Regions from separate parts of the Danio rerio genome. Here region 1 is linked to region 2. Evidence: chromatin contacts called from public HiChIP or PLAC-seq data. All regions are on one chromosome and are shown on one strand. The core of a region is the stretch at or near the end of the contact, and the rest is flanking DNA. Distances in the headings are between cores, read along the strand shown. Region 1 holds the start of cbx1a (chromobox homolog 1a (HP1 beta homolog Drosophila)). Region 2 holds the start of hoxb6a (homeobox B6a).

Evidence for each region. HiChIP or PLAC-seq counts read pairs in DNA pulled down with a chosen protein or histone mark.
Region 1: an H3K4me3 HiChIP or PLAC-seq map of embryo shows a contact between it and region 2, with 6 times the contacts expected there. The contact joins the promoter of cbx1a here to the promoter of hoxb6a in region 2. A contact is called at or near these places in 2 of 4 datasets of contacts at active chromatin or transcription factors (caudal fin and embryo).

What each region holds. Positions count from the first base shown.
Region 1 is chr3:22,799,452-22,803,562 of GRCz12tu, forward strand. cbx1a (chromobox homolog 1a (HP1 beta homolog Drosophila)) reads left to right here and starts at 2,108. Exons shown (of 6, transcript NM_199746.2): 1 at 2,108-2,325.
Region 2 is chr3:22,441,991-22,445,792 of GRCz12tu, forward strand. It overlaps hoxb6a (homeobox B6a), which reads left to right and starts at 1,610. Exons shown (of 2, transcript NM_131119.1): 1 at 1,610-2,039; 2 at 3,094-3,350. The coding sequence starts at 1,610. The coding sequence ends at 3,350. All of the region lies in intron 1 of hoxb3a (homeobox B3a), which reads left to right.

The DNA of each region.
Region 1 (4,111 bases), core at 858-3,357, 360 kb after region 2:
CTGCTGGTGGTAATGTTTATTCCATACTGAGATGTCTTTCAGGAGCTGTGCAGCTACTTTTGGATCATCTGGTTTAAAAGAAAATTTTGCATAACAGTAGGGGAGGAGAGAGGGGTCCCAGAAATTATCCCTGCCCCCCATTAGCTGGTTTTTTGAATACATCTCTCCTCAAGTCAACCCTGAAACATCTACTGGTGAGACTCAAACCAGCCAAGGGGAGTTATGTAATGCCCAAGAGAGTATACAGAAAAAACTGATAATTAACTGTATAAGAGGCAGCAGACATGTCCAGTAGAAGCAGAACTGATAAAACCTGCTTTGGCAATCTGCGGTGCTTCAGTGAATAATTCTGTCCCAGTGGAATGGCCACTTTTGATGTCTGATTGCTTAATGTTCAGCAGGTTATTGTGAAAGAAATGTTGAAGCCTGGTGGAAAACAACTCTTTCCACTGTTTTGGCTTTGAAAGGGAGCAGGGAGACTGAGAGAGGTCTGTAGCTGTCTACCATCGAAGTGTTTAGCATAGGTTTCTTAAGCAGTGGGGTAACTTGAGCCTGCACAGGGAAAATGTGTGTGAAAGTGCTGGAAACAGAGTTGGATTAATGTCTTGCAGAAGATGTGAGGGAGTCTGTCAAAACAGATAAGTCTGGATACTTGAGTGTAGAGAGATAAGTTATTCTCCCTATAAGCTATTCACCTTATTCTTTAGGTACGAGCAGGCGCAGCCATTTAAATCTTTTTGACTCGAGACTTCCCGTCTCATTCACTTTCATTGACTTTTAGACGTTAAAAACAGCTTGTTTTGCTCCTTGATGTTGCAAACTGTTATTTTATTTTTATAGTATTCTGCTTTGTCTGTATAGTCATGCTAACACTTGTTTGTAGAGCAAGTAGTTGGATTGTTTTCTGCCGTTTATTATTACTAGTCGTTTCTCCCATAGGCATCCAAATCAGAAGTTCTAAAACAATCACAAAAACGAGAGCACTTCCGCTTTGAAGAATAAGGTCAATATGGATCTTCTCTTAAAGCTTTTTAGGTTTTCCACTCTTGCTTTTCAGCACATATTGCCAAGGTCTTCTAATTTCAGCAAATTGTATTATACATACTGATGGCTTAAATCTCAGATTATTCAGTTTCTCAAATTATATATATAATTGTTACCTCTTTAGATAAAGTGTTCAAGTGTTGCATTACAAAGCATAAACCATGTAACTGACTTGTGATCGATTAAAAAAATTAAAATGATAATTTTTTAAACTTGCAGATAGCTAAAGATTTTAGTTAAGGTCTCTGAATGTGAATATATATATATATATATATATATATATATATATATATATATATATATATATATATATATATATATGCATTATGAGGGTAAATGGATTGAAGCATTTAAGTATTATATTGATACAGAATGCATTTGGGTTCTGAACAACAAGCCTATGGTTGTTTTTAAAATTGTATACGTCTATACAGGGGCAGATTTAGTGATTTTGGAGGCCTACGCAATTCCAGCCAAGCGGCCCAAGTTCTTACATGCACCTTTTGTACTTAATATTTTTTTAATTATTTTTTGCTGTTTTTTCTTATATCATTTGATATCCTTTTCTACATTTTATCTTCATGCTAAATAATAATAATAACATGTAACACACCTTGTAAAACTTTTGAAACGATTCGTGTATTAAGATGAATTCACAACTACACTGTAAAGAAATCTTGGTTGCCTTAAATTTTTAAACTGAAACAAATTAACCTTATGAGTCCACTGAACTTATATTATGCTAAATTGACTAAAAATGAGATCACCGTACAAAATATGATAGGAAACTATGTTATATATAATTTATAGTATAATTTATACTTCTAGGTATTATGGTGGGGCCCTCAGATTTCCTGGGGCTTAACTTTCTTTATGGGTTAAATTCACCCCTGTGTCTATGCTACTATTAGGTAAAGAACCATATAGGCCTATGTATAGGAATATGCTTTGTGGTGGTTACACAAAGTTTTCGTTTTTTTCGCAAAGAAACCTCCTCAAGAGTGTTCCATGCGATTTCATTTTTGTAGTACTCACGTAAACTACAGCACCCAGCATGCACCATTGTAGTACGTACCCATGCACGTTCGGTCGAATTGGCGGGTTGCTGGAGCCTTTCGTGTAGCGTTACCTTTTGTCTGCTCAACCAAGGAGGCTCGGTAAAATAAAAACAAACTCTACCCCCAGTCGACAGATTTTAAAGTTTGTCGAGATTTAAACCCGGTCTAGCTGCACTAAACCACCCATTTTGGCGTTTTTCGCCGTTAATTCAGTAATACACAGGTAAGTGGCGCTGCGTGCAGATTGTAAAAACAACTGCAGGACTGATTGTGTTTCAAGAAATGCGATTTTGTTACTAACAGGTGGATGTTTTGAGTGTTTTATGCAGTGTTGTTTTAAAATACAATTTTAGTCGTATTTTGATGAATGTTTATCATTTGTTTTAGTCGAATCCAGGTCAACATGGAGAAGTGAGCTACCATGCTTTTGCAACATTAGCCACAAGGCTAGTTAGTCGGTGTCGCGTATATTAGGAGTAACGTTATTTTTAGATTTATAAAGTTAGATTTGTTGTGCATTGGAGCGTTTTATGCATGTATTTTCAAGCCAGTAATAATGTCGTCGGTGTCATACCCTTTGGACCTAAATTGTGAGTGTTATAGAGTCAACCTCCTGGCTCGGATCCGTGCTAGACAGAAACGCCTTCCTCGTGCACGTGCGCCGTTCAGAAACTACTGTAACGTTATCTCGGAAACACACTTTTAAAAAGAAATCTATGTGGCGTTCACCGTAACATTACACATCATATTTGAATATTTTACCTCACCAACTCGTGTCAGCAGGAAAAAGGACTGGAAAATTCTAGTACCTTGTCTGCGCGTGCACGTCGATGGAGTTAAAGGGATAACTCCAAGCGTGAAAATTTACTCACTCGTGTATTTTTTTAAGTTTCTTTTTGGTTAAAGCACGTAACCTTTCACTTCCATAGTTGGAAAAACAAAAATAGTATTAACCTTAATGGTTACATGTTTCCTGCTTTTTTTCGAATTATCATCTTTTGTGTTCAACAAAGGAAAGTCAAACTGGTTAGGAACGAGTAAAGCGTGATTAAATTATAATTTTCAATTTTAAATAAATTATTCTTTTAAATTTCGCGGTCCTGACACTGTTTATGAGTTGAAATAAAGTAGTTATGTATATACGTTGCTGATGCTTAGCAGTAGTGTTTAAAATGAATGTAAAGTTAAAATATGAACCATGATGACTACATGGGTGTTTACTTTTACTCTGCAGGTCTTATGCAAAACAGACAGAGATGGAATTATTTAGATTGTTTTATTTAACAATCATAACATGGGAGCCTGTTGTTGTTTTAGGTCTATATTTCTCTGTCTATATGTACATGTATCTGTTGATTAATTAGGATTATCTGAAATCTCTAGAAAAATCTTAGAATGGCACATCCTAGACAGCATATTAGTGCAAAATATTGTTGATTATCATGTTTTATAATGTTTTTATTAGACTGTTATAGACGCTTATCACATTTTCGGGGTTTTTCAGAAGCAGAAATCGTCATAGCTGGGTAAACTTAGAATGTCGTAAATGAGAGAGTACAACAAATATTTTTTTACAAATCTATTTGCTGAAATAAAGAAAGAAAATGCCACAACGGTGTTATCAAGACTTTCAGAAAAAGAAATAAAATAGTGAGACTGATGACGGCAGCCAGAGGAGAAAATAAAGTCAAATTTACTGTGCCACTCCATAGACGTTGCATCAAAAACACATAAACAGTAATTCGTTTTTTGTAATCTGATGCAAAGATGATATGATACATTCATAAATGTTCAAACGCTTTTATAAGATAAATAAATGTTAAAAACTAATTAAAAAATGCAAAAGAAAATTTAAGATTGTGATGACCGTTAAATGCGTCTTGTGAAAAGGGTTCATTATGCTATATCTGTTTATGATTTATTTAGTCAGCAACTTAATGGTCTATTGCAGCTCACAAAAATGTTTTAATGACAGTTACTAGAAAAATGTGATTATTGGTCTCAAAAAA
Region 2 (3,802 bases), core at 360-2,859:
ATTTACGTGTCACTCCATGTCCAAATGGACCTGAAATTGGTCACTTTTTCTCCTCATGACCAAATAAGAGACTTTTACAGATTTATTCAGGAAATCATAAAATCTGTTAGTCCACTGTAATCCACTGTTGTTGGCGTCTGTGTTTCTTCGATGAGGGTAAAAATGCATGTAAAAAGAGAAGAATAATGAAGTTAACAATTGGAGAAAGACACTCCAGGCCTGTATTTTGAGTTACGCTCAAAAAAACTAGCACAAACTCAGGAGGCATTGTTTAAGAATTTACAGAACGTGTGATCGCAGTTATTGTTCATTAATAATTAACAAACACCGACCGGGCTCTTCTTCCCCTTTCTCATTTTTACAATTGAAAACACAATAGACGCTTTCCGTTGACAGAAAACTGCAATGCGAAGGGAAACGCAACATCCTAGTCAGAGGAAACCGAAATGAAAGTAAAATGCACGCAACCCTCCGTGCACCACCTTTAAAAATATCCACTTGTTGTGCCACAAATGGTTTATTGGTCGTATAGCGACAGGACACCCGGCAACCATAACTGTACTTTTGGTTAATGAAAAACACACGCGCTCGGCCAGTGCAGCGCAACGTCGACAAAAAGCTACAACACAGCTGAATTATTTGCTGGCTGTCTTAAACCATTAATTTTTGTAAAGGAGGAAACATCTTGGACGAAATTCTGTGTGGAGGTTTTAGTTTTATTTGTATAAAATTTATTTAACAACACTATACAGAAATTCTTTCTTAACAAATTGTGGGAGACATTTGGATTGTTATGTAGTCATTCGCAACTAAAAACCTGATATTATAAATATTTATAATTAACGTTATCACTCATTTTTATTATATATTTGTAATAAACAGCTAAACATGTATTTGCTTTTGTTAAATAGCTTCGCTCAGGCTAATTTACTTTGCACAGTTTATATATAGGCTTTGGTTTTCTTTAACACGTCGTTTACCATTTATAAATCACTATTAAATTACAGTGTTGAAAAAGCGCTGAAGCCGCAATCATCAATATGATCATCATATCTATTGTGACTTACTAGTGTGATAAGGCCTATAAATTACCTATTTGAAATACAAATAATGAAAGATGAATAATTATCTAATACTGTACGGAATAATGTATGCTAGGAAAATCGGCGACTCCGGGGCTTGTATGTTGACACGCTACTCTCCAATGGTATGATAGGATCAAAGCAGACTGTATGCGGTGGCACAAAGTGTCGATGTATTCAATTTAGCGTTTTAAAATTCCTATGTGATTCGTATTGTGCAATCTCATTGGAAGGAACGGGAAGGGAGAACGGATTAAAAAAAGCTAGCTCTCTGCTCTGGGGTCCCCCGGCGCGTGCAATCACAGCCCCCCTCGAGGGTGCTATTTTGCAGGCACGTCCGCTTGCTATTGGTCAGTGGCTGGTCAGATGGTACGGTTTCCCTCTGTCCCGCACTGGCACATAGCCACCCAGAACACCCCCCCACCCCCCAACTCAAACCCAATCTCCGATAAACTACTAATAGCTAAACCACTTGGACTATAAAACACAACAAATCATAAACCAAGCAAAAGAGCCGTACCCTCCCAATGAGTTCCTATTTTGTAAACTCAACTTTCCCAGTGACTCTGCCCGGAGGACAGGAGTCTTTCTTGGGACAGATACCGTTATATTCCTCCGGATACACAGACCCTTTACGACACTATCCCGGTGCTGCTTATGGAGGTTCCAGTGTCCAAGAGAAGGCGTACCCATCCTCCTTTTACCAACAAGCGAACGGCGCTTACAGCAGGGCAACCGCCGCTGGTCCATGCGATTATGCGACAGCAAGCTTTTACAGGGAAAAGGACCCTGCCTGCGCCCTCGCCAGCATAGAGGAGCACTCGTTCGTTCTCAGTCAGGATCATCGCAAGACAGACTGCACGGGCTCGACGGGGAAAAGCATCTACCCTGAGGCCGACGAACAGAAGCCGTCAGCGCCGGTTTACCCTTGGATGCAACGGATGAACTCATGTAACGGTAAGTTAATGTTATCTTTTTTGCCTTTCATTTTTAATACGTAGCTAGTGCGTACTATACGTAGCCTAACTTACCGCTTCACTGTAAAATGCCGGAAGCCCATACAGTGCAAATGCGCATTCTCTCTACCGTAGTCATACTGAAAGCAAAGCCACTCCTGTAAAGTTCTGTGAAATCTCATATGTACAGTACTTGTTTTTGAGGGAGGACGTTTAGAAATATGTTCGCCGCAAGGCTCATATCATTTAAATCACCGAATAAGCTTCTCTAATTATAAACAGAAGAGCTGCTGCACCACCGCATGTCTTACTACAAAAATGACCATTGTTTTTGTTTTGACACATCTGTTGCTGTTTGTGTCTTCTTGTTATAAGAAAAATAGACAGTACGTGGTAGTATAGAAAATATGAATTATATTCTGAAAGACTACGCAATAGTTTATGAAACAGTGCCAACAACAGAAGCTGAATGTTTTGTCGATTATCTATAACAAGATATCATTTGCTAGCCCTGCCGGTTGACAGTAACGTGTTTTATAACAAAAATAAACCAAAAACCAGCAGCGTGAACAGACATCTGTGTACACGTACACGTTTCAGTCACAAACAAAACTTTGACAAGTGCTCAAACTAGTAGGCGCATGGCGTCTATGTTCAGATTCTAAGTTTGATATGGATCATATAAATAGACCTGTATCTTTTGTTTATATCTGTCACGAAAATAAGTAGAATAACATTTCCTCAGCTTTTCCCTCATCTCAAAATAATAGTTTAAGACTTCCCAATTTAAGTACATTGAAGTCTAAACCTGTGTGACCTATTTAATGTAAAAATTATTACAAATTTTCTCAAGAAACACGAATGAGTGTGTTAAAAATGTAATATAGCAAAAATGTGCAATGTTGAAGGGTGTATTTAGATGCATACCTATCGCACTGAATAGAGTTTCTTGACATTATGTCACCCTCGAGCTGTTTTCTCCGGACGCATTTATCATTGTAATAAACACGCTCACGGTGTTAATGTTTGACTATTCTCTTTTATCTCATGGACAGGGACCTTCGGTAACGCTGGTCGAAGGGGTCGCCAGACGTACACTCGCTACCAGACGTTAGAATTGGAGAAAGAGTTCCACTTTAACAGGTATCTGACCCGAAGACGCCGCATTGAGATTGCGCACGCACTGTGCCTGACTGAACGTCAGATAAAGATATGGTTCCAAAACCGGCGAATGAAATGGAAAAAGGAGAACAAACTGATCAACTGTTCACAAACCAGTGGAGAAGAGGAGGAGGAGAAGAGGACAGAATGAAATTTTAAATCATAAAATACTCCAAAAGAAAACTATGGCATAGAGGGCACCAGACTCTCTTATAACACAAATGAAGACTTTCCATCATGTTAGCAACTGTAGCATTCCTGGTAACTCATTGTAATTTCTTTTGTGATTCTTTTTTTTTTACATGTCGTTTAACATGTGGTTTTGTGCGCTCTTACTCTGACTTTAGATTTGCTCTTATGACTGAAATGTCCATGTGGAACGAAGCTATTTGAAATTTGTGTCATATTCGTGTTTATATTTAAGCTGTGTAAGAATAAAAAATTCAATTGTACGGAAAATGTTTTATCTTCTATTTTTTGCAAACTAAACTTTCAGACACTTGGACATAATTTATTGAGTCTGGGGGAAAAGGTGTGGAAGTAGCTAGTTTCAAAAGGAACGTAAAAGAAAGTAGTCTGCAACAGTACACACTTTACTTATAT